2 separate regions of the Rattus norvegicus genome follow, and region 1 is linked to region 2. Evidence: chromatin contacts called from public Hi-C data. All regions are on one chromosome and are shown on one strand. The core of a region is the stretch at or near the end of the contact, and the rest is flanking DNA. Distances in the headings are between cores, read along the strand shown.

The links. A called contact is a pair of places that touch in the nucleus more often than the background predicts.
Region 1: a Hi-C map of psoas muscle shows a contact between it and region 2, with 2.0 times the contacts expected there. The contact joins the promoter of Trib1 here to the enhancer-like site in region 2. A contact is called at or near these places in 4 of 12 Hi-C or Micro-C datasets (kidney, liver, mammary epithelial cells and 1 more).

The regions. Positions count from the first base shown.
Region 1 is chr7:93,091,387-93,098,420 of GRCr8, forward strand. It overlaps Trib1 (tribbles pseudokinase 1), which reads left to right and starts at 4,615. Exons shown (of 3, transcript NM_023985.1): 1 at 4,615-5,578. The coding sequence starts at 5,219. It overlaps LOC690120 (hypothetical protein LOC690120), which reads right to left and starts at 4,207. Exons shown (of 2, transcript NR_131067.1): 1 at 4,023-4,207; 2 at 3,285-3,875. LOC108351497 (a long non-coding RNA gene) reads left to right here. Exons shown (of 2, transcript XR_001838937.3): 2 at 1-35.
Region 2 is chr7:92,976,812-92,983,338 of GRCr8, forward strand. The region is part of intron 4 of Nsmce2 (NSE2/MMS21 homolog, SMC5-SMC6 complex SUMO ligase); the gene reads left to right. It also overlaps the pseudogene LOC134479617. Among named protein-coding and RNA genes, the nearest start is that of Trib1, 120 kb to the right of the region's middle. Within about 2 kb of position 1,435, at least 6 of the 93 cell types and tissues checked have an H3K27ac peak or open chromatin away from gene starts, as enhancers often do. A contact at or near this core is called in kidney, where this site is marked.

The DNA of each region.
Region 1 (7,034 bases), core at 3,365-5,864, 120 kb after region 2:
AAGGGCTTCCCTGTGTTGTGCAATGTGTGAGTTCCTGAAAAGTCAGTGCTAAGTCAACCTCCCTCCCCAACTCAACCAGTACTGAGCATTTACTTTCAACTCAGCATGTGCTGAGGCTATGCAGGACATGAGCTCACATTTATACACCACACACACACACACACACACACACACACACACACACACACACAGAGAACAGACATATGCAGAGACACACAGATACAAATACACACATGCACACGCACACACACACATACAGATATATATAAAGAACAGTCATACACACACAGATAACATACACACAGATAACATACACACACATATACACATAACAGACATACACTCAGAACACACACACACACACACACACAGATAACAGATACACACACATATACACCCAGAGAACAGATGGATATACACAGAGAGAAAACACACACACACACACACACACACACACACACACACACACACACCACAGAGGGGGCGGGGATCTAGGCTTCTAACTCACATTGCCAGTGTACCAGAGGAGCTGGCAAGTGGTACCATGTGGTAGACATTGTCATAGAGCCAACATCACCGTTTAACCAGGAAGAATTACTTCCTGCCTTCATCCTATTGACTGATAGGTTTTATTCATTGTCTTGGGTTTTCATGTAAAGGCCCTTTTGAATTCTGGGCTATGTCGAGCCTTCACAATCCTGGCCACATTCACGTACAAACTAATAATCCCTAAAGCACTTTCCAATATCTTATAGTTACTTGTTCCCTTGCAGGGAAAGAAGAGCAGGTCTTTCTTATACCCATAGCACAGGTGAGACAATCAAGGTACAAAAAAGAGCAGTTGGCTGCCAGATCAGTACCCGAGAAGCTGGAGGGAAATCCAGTCCAGACTTGGCAGCAAATAAATTCCTGGGACCAAAATCAAGACAACTTCACTCCCTTGTCCTTGTTACGGGCAGGCTCTGCCAGTGGTCCATCTGCCCATTCCTGCACACATTCCTTCAAAGCTTAACTTGCTGCTCTCTTGGGCTATCCACAGCCTATCATCATCTAGGCGGGATTTCTGTGTTGAACTCGGAAATGTGTCATGGAGTTTCCAGTCCTGTCTCTGCCCAAATGTTGTTTTCCCCAACAATCCCCATCGCCAGCAGTCCTAGTGGGTGCCCCTCATCCCACAGGCACTTGCTGAACCCCTCTTTTGTGATAGAACTTGAGCTTGGCGCCAGAGTGGTTATGGTCCGACTCTTCTTTCCTGGAAATGCAGTCCAGCTAAAAGAGTCACGGGAGGTGAGATGTCCTTGCAGCTGGATGCAATTTACACCTGACTGCAGGTGCTGGGAAAATATAGAAGGTGTTTTGCAGGGTGAGTAAGAGCTCATTAGTTTGGCAGAGGAAGAAGAAAGATGCTAGTGGGAGGGAACATTTCAGGCAACTGTGCAGAGGTGTGAATTGGCAGGTGTGTTTGGGGCCCTGCCAGGATCTAGCACAAATAGGACAGAGACCAGGAGATGAAAAAGGCAAGTCTGGAAACAGAAGTGAGACCTGAACGAAGGCCTGCTTTTCTAATGAGATGTGGCTTTCCTCTCTGAGTCCTTCAGGGTTAAGCCAGAGCCCGCTGCCATCAGGTTCAAGTTTCAAGGGTTCCTCTATTGTTGTGTGAAAAAGGAATCGAGGGAGGCAGCTTTCATTTGTCCACAGCACTTAGTAGGTACCCTGACACACAGTAGGTATTTGCTGTTGGCTGAAAGGATGTTTTACAGTTCAGAAGCTCACTGAAGGAAGTTAGTATATAGTCTTGCACTAAGTTGAGGGTTGGTGGAGAAGGTGCTAGACAAGGAAACGGAATTCAGGTCAACAAATTTACCAAGATGGATTTCCTATGGGGAACTAGTTCCAAAAGTATCCAAAGAGCAGAAATCAAAGAACAAAGAATAGTCCTGTGGGTGACTCAGAATTTAGCATCAGGAAGTTGCTGTCACCCTAGGACTGGAGGATAAGATGATGTCACCTGATCCCAGGAGACCAGAATCCTTGGAGTGAGCTGGGTCCCAGCAGAGAGGATCCCATGGACTAGGCTCCCCAGGCAGTATACTCCACTGGAAATGAGAAACAGAATGGAGGATGAGGTGCCCAGCAAGGGAAGGCAGGAAAAGAGCTGGATAGGGCAGGAGGAATAGCTAGGCTTACTGAAATCTAAGGTTTCTGTTCCTCCAGCTGGAAGCTTGGAAACGGGGAATGCAGAGGTAATCCAGGTCCTAGCAAATGGACTGGGCTTTATCCTTCCACCATACAGTCATTGGATGTGGACCTCCCGTGAGGGGCAGCTCGGCCCTTTTCAGTCACAGCAATGATATTCCCTTGCAGCAACCAGGGAGAAAAATCTAGTCTCTAAGAGGAGTGCAGCTGTCCAGACAATCATCACACAGAGAGGTTGCTATCGATGGATGCCCAAGCAGGGAGAAGGATGAATCCTGGTAACTCTCTTCTGCCTCCCACCTGCTCATGGTCTTCCAGAGCCTCCCACTGGTCATACTGGGCAAAAAAGCCCAGTGAGTTTGTGAAGGCCATCAGGGAGCTGAGCAGGATAGAAGAGGGTCCCTGTTCAGCTCATGGCAACAGTGCTCTGTGGTGTTGTCTCTCCCAGAAGAGGCTAAAGGGAAGTTACAGCATTCAGGTTAAGATACCCATAATAGTACTGGGTTCATTATCCAGCGACAAGCCCAGCTTGCAGCTCGGCAGCTCAGGAGAGAATCTTGCCAGGTAGAAAAACCTTAGCATCTAGCGCTATGTCCTAAACACCCTCGATCCCCACAACCTGTCAAGATTCTCCCTTCGGGGAGAGTGCCCTGCCCTTCTGTGCATCCCTCCCTCTCCTGGCCAAGCTGCTGTTCATAGATAGCTCTCCTCTGGTCAGTTCTCATAATCTGACGGAGGCCTCCTTAACGGTTCCTTTCTTGGCAAGTTGTGGTCTCCTCTGAGTTTATAAGAGTGCTGGAGAGCTTGACTGCTTCCGGTAGTCTTTGAATCACAGCAAGGAGGTTAAGGGTTCTAGGCTTCTGTTTTTGTTTTTGAATCAAATGGAGCAAAATGTAACCCTATAAAGTGAGTGCAAAAACTAAAGTGCATACCAAATACAAGTGCCGAGAACAAGGAGCCTGCCCCCCCCCCGCCCCCTCACGCCACAACTGATGCCAATTATCATTACTGTTTCAATTTAAGTCTCCTAATCCCCAGCGCCTAACCCTTGGAGATGCTTAATTAGCGTTTGTTGAATGGCTGGAGAATTAATAATGAAAAGGATTTATTTTTGGGCTTGACCTGGTTTTAGAAAATTAATTATTCAGCATAAATACAAGAAAGGATTTTGATAATAGTTTCTATGCTTCGTGAGGATCCAGACTCCAAACTGACCTGGTTTGCGAAAGAAGTGGAGAGGAAGAAAGAAAAAAAAAAAGCCAAACAAACAAAACCCAGCAACACAAAATGTGGTTGCAAGCTGTTTACACAACTCAAAACTGCATGAACGTATACACGCGACCTAGTATCCCAAGCAGTGGATAGAATGACCCGTAGCTCAGTATCTAATACTCCCGGCCGCATTGGCGCCCTAGACCCTCCGGCGCGTATGCAGGCTGGAGGGGACAGGAATCTGGCGCCAGCCACGTGGGCTCCTTCCGCCAGTTCCCCACATCCTTTGTTTCCCACCGGCCGGAGCTCAGGAAGCTCTTTCTGCGAGTCACCGCGAAGGGGCGGCCCAGGAGCTTGGAGAGGCTATTTCCGTGCAATCCGGGCGGGCGGCAGGCGCGGGAGGGGCGTGGAGGTGGAGGCAGAGCAGAAGGCCCAGTGTTTGCTTTTATTTCATCCAACAGAAGGTTCTATTTGTGGAAGCGAACAGACGCTGGGGATTAGAGTTGGGAGGGGGCAGGAAAAGAGGGGAAAAAAAAAGCCACATTCACTACCACGCACAGGTCTTCCCCGGAACTACCGCGTGGGGGTGAATGACTGATAATGGAATTCATCACCTTTCCTCTCGCCCCTTCCTCCGGCTGCAGCCGCGACTCGGCGGCGCCCACAGCTCCACCGGGAGCTCCCCAGAATGCAGAGCGGCGGGGGGAACCCACCAGGGTAAAGGCGTGACCGCTGGGTCGCAGCCAGTTGCCGGTGCGGAGCCTGGAGGTGCGCGCGGACGCCCGGAGCTCGGGATCCATTGTGTTGTGTGAATGATGCGCGTGCACCAATCCGCAGTCGTTTCGCCCCCGCTGCCCCGCCCCTCCCGCCCACTTCCCCGGGAACCTGACGTCACGGGAGCTTTTCCTCCGCCTCCTCCCTGGGCTACCAGCCCGCGGGCCTGCGGTAGGGCGCGCGCAGCCTGCTGCCCAGCCCAACCTAGGGGGGCGTGTGCGCGCCCAAGGCGTCCCAGGACGTTCCCACCTGCGCCTAGGCGCGCGCGGTCGGGAGCATCTCCAGGCCTCCGGCCACCCCTACTGTCCCAGCCTCCAACTCCACCTCCTCTCCCCCTAAGTCTCCTCCCTCCGCTCCGGTGACTGCTAGCCGGGCGACGGGGCCGGAGTCGTCGCTGCCACCTCATTGCACAACCCGGCTTCCCAACTGTTTACACAGCCCGGGCTGTGAGTGTGTGTGTGTGTATACAGCGTGAGTCACCGGGAGGCGGAGGAGGTGGAGGAAAAGGAGAAGGAGTGCACTGGCCGGGATCAGTGCGGCACACACTCATATTCAGTCACTCTCTCTAAGCGCGTCTCGCTCGCTCACACGCCTGGAGCCCAGGAGCGCGCAGGATCCCGAGCGGCGCGGAAAAGTTGCACCGGCTTTTACTCAAGACTAATTGCTTTGGGAAGTGCGTTTGCTCGGTGAAGCCAACGAGCCTGCGGAATCTGTCCTCCAGGCTCAGCACCCGGGAACTCGGGCGGCCTCCACGTCCCGGGCTATCCACGGTCTCGGCAACAATAGCGGCCGCCACCGCCAGCGAGGCGTCCAGACCTGGTGCCTGCCGGGGTCTGGGGACCTTAGCCGGCCTCCCACCCTTGGACGCGTGGCCAGTGTGGTTCTCGTGTACAACATCAGCGTCCTGGAACTGCTCTCGTTTTGCTCCTTTTGGGGACCGATCCAAGCTCTATCTGCAGACTCCATCCCGCGGACTGGAAGTCGTAGCGCGGATCCAGGGATTTACAAAGCCGGGGCCGCTCCGGCCAGGGCCGCGATGCGGGTCGGTCCCGTGCGTTTTGCCCTGAGCGGCGCCTCGCAGCCCCGCGGACCGGCTCTACTGTTCCCGGCTGCCCGGGGCACCCCGGCCAAACGCCTGCTGGACACGGACGACGCGGCGGCCGTGGCGGCCAAGTGTCCGCGCCTCTCTGAGTGCTCGAATCCCCCTGACTACCTCAGTCCCCCCGGCTCGCCCTGCAGTCCTCAGCCTCCACCCTCGGCGCAGGGGACCGGCGGCAGCTGTGTGAGCGCACCCGGGCCCAGCCGAATCGCCGACTACCTGCTGCTACCCCTAGCTGAGCGCGAGCATGTGTCCCGGGCACTGTGCATCCACACCGGCCGCGAGCTGCGCTGCAAGGTAAGCATCCTGGGGCGGAGGTTGCGGGTCTGGATAGTCCACAGAAGTGCTTAAGTTCCAACCCACCCGGACCACGCTCCCGCCAGCGCTTGGCTCTGGCAAAACAGATAAGGGCATTGAGTCGGATAAGGAGGGTATTTTGGTCAGCTTCGTCTTTTTGGAGGTTGAGGGGTTTCCTGTGGATGTTAATGGTGAAAGTTCGGCGGCCTAGAGGAAGTGCAGGGTTCGGTTCTTTTATCTCTGTTCTGTTCTTTGGCGCCTGGCGTTCCATTTAAGTTTGGAATTGCAATGGATTCCAGGGCCATGCCATTGCCCTGCTCTCATCCCCCTCCTCCCCCTTGTCCTGGAAGGACGCCCTGCAGTGGGTACCTTCCTCGGGACTTGGAGCAACTGGCAATCTTTTTGCCGGAGGTTCGCGGCATGGTTTCTGCATAGACCGGAGTGGGGCTTCTACCTGGGGGATTCTGGACTTGAACTCCGGTTGGGACCAGAATACAGCCCACCCCAGGAAGTGTTAGGAGGGGGTGGTCTTAGGCCTGGGAGGGCTTATGGCCAGCGTCGGACTGTTGGAAAACTTCCAGTGGCTCGCTTCCACTCGCTTTAGTTTGAGGCCGGCAATTTTCCTTGCAACATTAGGAAGGAGTACAACTAGATACAGGATGGCCGGGCTCTCCCGGAGAGCGCCTAGCCGAGGACGGCTGCGCAGTCTGCGCTTTGTGAGTCGGACATCCTGTCTCCGGGCCACGGAGGGCCCCACCGACTCCTTTCATTCTTCTGGAGTTAAAAGTGGCATCTGGGTTTCCAACAACTCACCTGAAAGCCTCCCCCACTCCAACCCCCCCCCTCCGCGTCGCGCCCCTCCTCCCCGTTTGCTGCTGCCACCTACTGTCCACCCGCGTGAAATCTCAGACGCGTGGTCAAGCCCAGAGGAAAAACTCTTCTTGGTGGATGAGAACAGTTTTGGGAAAGAAACGGATGGGGCGGGAGGAGAGGGCAGCAGAGAGATTTTTTTCCCCCCAGTTGGTACTAGAGCAGCCACCTCAGAGGTGGGGTGGGTCTGGGTCATTGTGCAACCCCTTCCAGTTCCTCCGAGCAGATAATAGCTGAATCCAGATGGTGACAGCCCGTGTGTCACCATTTCCAGTTGCGTCTAGGATATGAGTAACCAGACTGAACAAAAGGCCCTTAAAGAGACCAACCAGCTTCTTAGAGGATTTGCTACCCATTCTGGGGGTGGGACAGCCAGGGTGGGGGTCCAGTAAACAAACAGATGGGAAAAAAAAGACTGTATAGAGGTGTCTATCCCCTCCTGTGAGGGCTTCCAGGCTACTTCGACCTGAGTCACAACCATAGGCAGGAGGCATAAGGCTGCTTTGTCAGTCTCTCCTTCTAAGTCATCAGTTCCTTCTGACTAATGACAGCTCTGCGTGTTTGCTGCCTCAGCTTCCCCATGGAG
Region 2 (6,527 bases), core at 185-2,684:
CATTACCTACTGCCTCTCATTGTACACAGTATTAAGACAAAAAATACCATTTAGAAATGGTTGTGCTAACCTCACTTTAAAATTAAAAGCTTCTATTTAAAGTTCAACTGGTTATAGTATAAACCGTTCTGATGACTCATTCTAGTGATACTTTTACCCCCACATGTGCTTTTAGTAGTTGTTTGGGACCCAGACAGGAGAAAGCCCTTAAATTATGTAGATTACTTATTTCAGGCACTTGATTTAGTAGGGACTTATTGACTAATTGAGGAAACACTATTAGTTAGAAATAATTAGAAACACTAGAACATCCAATTTGGTGAAGGACATTTCATTATAGGTGTAGTTCGTCTGTGACTCTGTGTGTAAATTTAATAATTTCTCAGGTGGCTTGCATCCTGACCCTGCCTGACGAAAGTCAGTGGCACAGCTACAGGCAGGAGGCCATAGTCATTTTCCAGGAAGAAACCTGATGGCACCTCCAGAATGGGCCAGTGAATGCAGCCCCAGCCTTTCTCCTTGCCTGTAATCTTTATGACAATCATAAACAAGGTAGAATGGCTTTAAAGGACTCCAAGCTTTTGACCAGTGACTGGCTTTCTTCTATAAAGTCTGTGGGTATGATCTAGTTAGCTAGTTTCCCTCACATTGCAGAGTGGGCAACATAGTAGGAAGGATCGTTTATCCTAAAGCCATGAACAGCAGTTGTCCATATTCAGGGATAAGTCTTCCCTTCTAAGTTGAACCTTTCTGGAAATACCCTCATAGACATACTCAAAGGCGTGTTTCCATGGTGATTCTAAATCAAGTGAAGTTGACAGTGAAGATTAACGATCACAGTCACTCCAAGTCTATAATCTCACTTACTGCATTACACAGCAAGGCTGGCAGAGTGTACTGAGAGGAGAGCAGGGATCTGCAAGGGCTCTGGTACACTTGCAGCTCATCCTCTGAGTGGCTCTCTGCACCGCAGGGTCTGGGATGCACAGTACACGAGCAGTCTGCTGCCTCTGTAGGACTGTGCTGAAGAACAGCTGCCCTGCCCTGCCCTGCCTGCTGCTCTCGATGATAGTTTTTCTAGAGAAAATGAAAATTGGAATTTTGCTTTTTAAATATTCACTACTGCTTATGTTTTTCAAAGCACTGTAGCTGAACAAAGCCTATTTACAAATTATAGGTTATAAATGATTGGTAGGTCTTATGTGGTATGCTAATTCCCTGATTTCAGGGTCAGTAGTTAGCTTTTCAAATTGTTGATTTTGTGTTTTAATCTTCAGAGAGTTATAACCCAGAGGAAGTTAATACTCCACTCTATGCTGGTGAAGACTTGGTTATTTCCAGAGTCCATTTCAGTACGCCAGCTGTGTGACACCCAGAGCTTAGGCAGTAAGAATGCTAACCAGCCCGTGTCTGCAAAGTGTCTTCCACTGTGCAGGAGCAAGAGACCACAGTGCCCGGGACCTGTGCTGCACACATGAGTGTAGCCGTGTGGAGCCTCTTGGGCAGCCCTGGACTCTGGCTTCTTGCAAGTAATTTTGCTTGAGTCATGGATGGAAAGGGAGAGATTTTGATGAGCACAGCTGTGCTATTGGAGGTCAGTCTAGCAGAACTGTTGAGGGAGCAAGTGTAAAGCCTGGGCCTGGCTTACACCTTGGCATGACCACAGTGTTATTGTGGCCATGTTACTTTGCTCTCTGTGATCTTGCTTTCTGCTTCTCTAAGTAGTAATCTTACAGGTTTAAGTATCCCTTATCCAAAGGACTCAGAACCACAGTGTTGGGGGATTTTTCAGATATCATCATTTTTTTGCATGTACATAATTCGGTAAATTAGGGACAGGACCCAAGTTTCAACTTAAAATTCATTAACATTGTTTTCAATATATACCCTATACATGAGGGCTAAAGATAATTTTATGCAATATTTTTAATAATTTGAATAATTCAAAATATTCAGGACCCTTAACACATGGCAAATGCATTACAATTATTAACTCCTGCTGTTGCTACTGTTTTTAATTACAAAAGGCCTGAACTTAGAAAGTCTGAGTCCAACCACAGCTGTGCCTGTTAGTAATTGTGCCCACAAGACACTGCTGGGTGGATCTCTGTGAAGATCAATAAGGGTGAGAAAACCCAAAGATAAAATGTAATTACCCATAAATGCATATAAAGGTTTCACAAATGCAAAGTGTTTGGTGTGCAGCCTTGTTTCAAAAGTGAAGACATGGGGTAGAGCTATTCCGTTTTGGCCCAGCACTTCTGGACCCCACGAGAAGTCATTCATGTGTGTTCAGGAATTTCAGCTATCTCTGTTGCTTCTGCTATTCGAGACATTAAGTTGCCTCCAATATCTCTAAACATCCTGAAAGAAAACATTATACTGAGCATGAGAGCATTTGTATACTGTCTGGACAGTGCCCGATCAGTTTTGCTGGGATTTCAGTCTCTGGAAAGGGCCTTGTTGAATCATTTCATTATGTGATAATATTAGAGCAATAACCTAGACTGGGATATCCTAGTTAGTCCCAGGAGAAGCTAGTTTTTATTTGGTGGTGGAGTGGGGGATACAACCAAATGAAAATAGATTGATTGAAACACTGAAAATCCCATTTCCCTAACTAACATCATTATTTTTATAGCTAATGTGCTGATTGACTCATAGATAACACCTGTGTCATTTATTTTTAAAAACCTCACTGAAATCTGTCTTTGTGAAACTCTAGGAAAAAAAAAAATCACAACAGCTGTCCAGGCATCTGTTTGAATGATGCAGTGTGAAAAGAGTTCTAAATATAATTAGAACGTAAGACAGATCAACTTCCAGAGCAGTACTTAAGTATCAATTGGACTAGATCAGAAAGAGCTTGTCATTCAAATAACCTGAATCTAGAGTGGATATGGTTTGTTCTGGAAAGCAACAGATGTTTGCCTTGAGTAATCTTCGTTAGCAAACTCAAAACACAGCTAGTCCAGTGCCACTTTCTGGGTGCAGAGAGCCAGCATTCCAGGATGTGGGTTAGGAATGAATGGTGTCAGACTGACGGTGTAGTTCACTTGATAGAGTGAAGCCTGGTGTAGTCTCCAGCACCACCTAAAACAGACATGGTAGTGCACGACCTATACTCCCAGTACTTGGGAGGCGGAAACAGAAGACTTGAGGTTCTCCTCCACTGCAGAAGGACTCTGAGACCAATCTGGGCTTCAGGAGACCCAGTCTTGACAAAACTGAAGAAGTGTTAAATGATATGGCACAGTTGGCTTTTGCAGGACATCTTCATCACACCCAGTATTCCCAGGATGCCCTGTTTCTATTTTGACATTCCTAGCATCCCAGTTAGCAACTCTCACCATCTTTCTTAGTCTACTTTGTGTTCCTGTAGCGGAATCCATCCCTGGATAATTGATAAAGCAATTTATTTCTCACCATTGTGGCTGCTGACAAACCTAGTGCCAAGGTGCTAGAAACTGGCACTGTCATTACATTGTGTCATCTAAAGGAAGGATTCAGAAGAACAAGGAACAAAGACTCAGTTGCTCTGCTCTTGTGTTGCTGCTGCTGGTGGTAGTTGGAGGGATTTTGTCTATTTGTTTGATTTTGTTGTTCTTGGTTTTTGTTTTTGTTTTGGGGGTGGTACTACTAGGCATCAAACCCATGTTCTTATGAATGTCAGACAAGCTTTCTGCCACTAAGCTATACACTCAGCTGCTGAACTCAGTCTTATAACAGTCTGCTCCTAAGAATGTTGATCCACTCATGGGGACAGAGCCCTCCTGGTCTAGAAAATTGTTGAACGTCCCATCTGTTGACACTGTTACTGTTATACTAGGAGTTGTGTTTCTAACACATGAGCTTTGGGGACTGAGGCAACATCTGTCCTTCCTTCCTTGTCCCTCTCAATAGTTACTAAGTGTCCATACTTTGCTGAGAATGGCTTCATACTCTGAGAATTCAAAGAAGAGGGTACACTGTGTGTATTTTCTTTTAAAGACTAAGTAACATGGTACACATTTTATTTCAGGTACTATTCTGCTTTTAAAGCTCTTAGCATTGTCTGGCATCCAGTGGGTATCAATTAATGACTGCAGTGTATGATAGCATACACATGTTTAGTTGTTAATAGCTGTCATTTATGGAGCACATGTAATATTCTGGAAAATCTTTGTAGATACATGCATGCAAATTTGTATTTAATCGTTAGCATCATCCTACAGGTATAGGTTATTGTCCTAGCTAGTCCCAGTTCATAGATGAGATGGCTGGAGTTGAGTGATCTGGAGTTGTCCAAGGTTACACATATGGCAGATGTCCATTGGAATGTCCCTCAGAGTCTCTTCCCACAGACCCCATTTCCCGTTGTCCCACAACTTCCTCCAGGGACGGTGCTACTTGCAGTGTGTTCCCTGCTGTCCAGGACTCCACTGTGAACGTGTAACTTCCTCGCCTTTCTCAGGGTCACAAAACTTAGAGAAACCAAAAGGAAGTTCCCTGTATCACTGAAAGTTGTCACACCAATAGAAGGTTACCGATCATAGTAATGATTAGTAATCGTAGGAGGGACGTGAGGGAGGAGGTAGGGTGTGAGTATATAATGTCTGCCCAGTTTGCTTCAGAGTGTTCAGACACTTTCACATCTCTGAACGGAGTTGGGGATTTAGCTCAGTGGTTAGAGCGCTTGCCTAGGAAGCACAAGGCCCTGGGTTCGGTGCCCAGCTCCGAAAAAAAGAACCAAAAAAAAAAAAAAAAAGAAAGAAAGAAAGAAAGAAAACACAATTTTTAGGGTTGGGGATTTAGCTCAGTGGTAGAGCGCTTCCCTAGGAAGCACAAGGCCCTGGGTTCGGTCCCCAGCTCCGAAAAAAAAAAAAAAAAAAGAAGAAGAACCACATCTCTGAACAGCCCACGCCTCACTAAGTCTTGCAGGAGCGTCAGCTCCCTCCATTTGGTAGGTGAAGCAACCTAGAGCAGTTGGCAAAAGACACTGCACAAAGCCGAGAATCTCTTTCTATCAAAGCTGGGATTCAGATGCACTTCTGGTTCCCTTGTGTCCTAGGAAGTGTGTCTAGTGATTATTTATCCCAGAACTAAAGGTGTCGAGTGAACGTCCTCTAGTCCCACCACATGTGCCCCTTCATCTGTAGAATATTAACAGGCATATAAAAGGCCTTGTGATTAATACCATACAGAATGTTCATCTCTGGTTTGCTATGAGTCCCATGTCACACTGCCATGTACCTGTTGCTGCTGACTTCCACAGATACCTGTGTTGGGACATGTATCTTTCTACAGCTCTCCCAGTGAGAGACAATCTTTGTTCTAATAGATGCCCTAACTAGGAAAGAACTCTTCTCCAGGACCTTTTCCCACAGTTCCTTCACACTGAATCATCAGCCTTGCTTCCTTTTCTCTCAGCCTACACGTTCACTCAGGTCTCTCCTTCAGAAGGAAAAGGCAACAGAGGCTGTTCTGTATGTGGCTGAGACTCCTTCCCTCTGCTCAAAGAAGAGGTCTTACTCCCCAGAGACCTCCCACTACTTTGGCTTACTCTTGAGTAAGCACAGTCTCCTGAGTGCCTCCACCATTAAGTGAATCTCTCTTGAGAAAGTGCCCCATGGCTACAGTCAGCCCAAGTTCCCATTCTGTCTTAACTAAGCCTCTCTCCATCTCTTAAATGTTTCCAGTCACTGTTTTTGAGTTCGTCGTTGGTGTTGTTTTAAAGTAAAGCCTTACTATGTTACCCAGCCTTATGGCTAACTCCTGGGCTCAAGGTTTATTTCTTCAGCCTTCTAATTTTCAAGACCAAAGATGTACCCACTGCACTGGTTCATTTGATGACTTAATCTTCTCACCCCCCTTTCTGGTCTCTGCTGTAGGTTTCATCTTAACTCCTACACCCGCACTTCAAGTACAGTTGGTCAGGATTGTCTTCCTGGGCATTTGCCCTTCTCTACTATCTCTGTTCATTTCTGGACTTACTATGGCCGCAGCTCCCTTTCCACCTTCATATGAGGTCTCTCCCTATGACCTTAACCCTCATCACTCCTCTCTCTCCTTCAGGATATTCAGGAGCATTCTAGTATCAATGTGGCCCCTTTTCTTCCTGCAGTCCCCACATCAATATGAGTCCAGCCTTCCTCCTCCACTGCCTGGAAGCACCGCTCAATTCTGTTGCTCCCTACGTATGTCTCAGATGTCCTTTCAACACAGAGCCGTAGCCCTTTCTCCAGCAGATCGCCTTTGTGTCTGCAACACCTCCCTTGTTTTCTGTTTTAGGGTGATTCTTTGTCCAGTAAGACTTCAGACTTTACTACTGGTGTTTCTTTAAGATAAATACCATTCTCTTGTCTTAATTCAGTCTTCCTACTTCTCTGTCTACAGAAGTGTCTAGAGCTTACCATGCCCCCAGTAAATATTTGTTGAATAGAATGGGACTTTCTAGAATAATTAAGAGTACATGAAAAGTATTGGAAATTAGACGAGGCAGGCGGTGTCCTTGGGGAAAACCTATGGGTTCTTATCCAGCGTGCCTT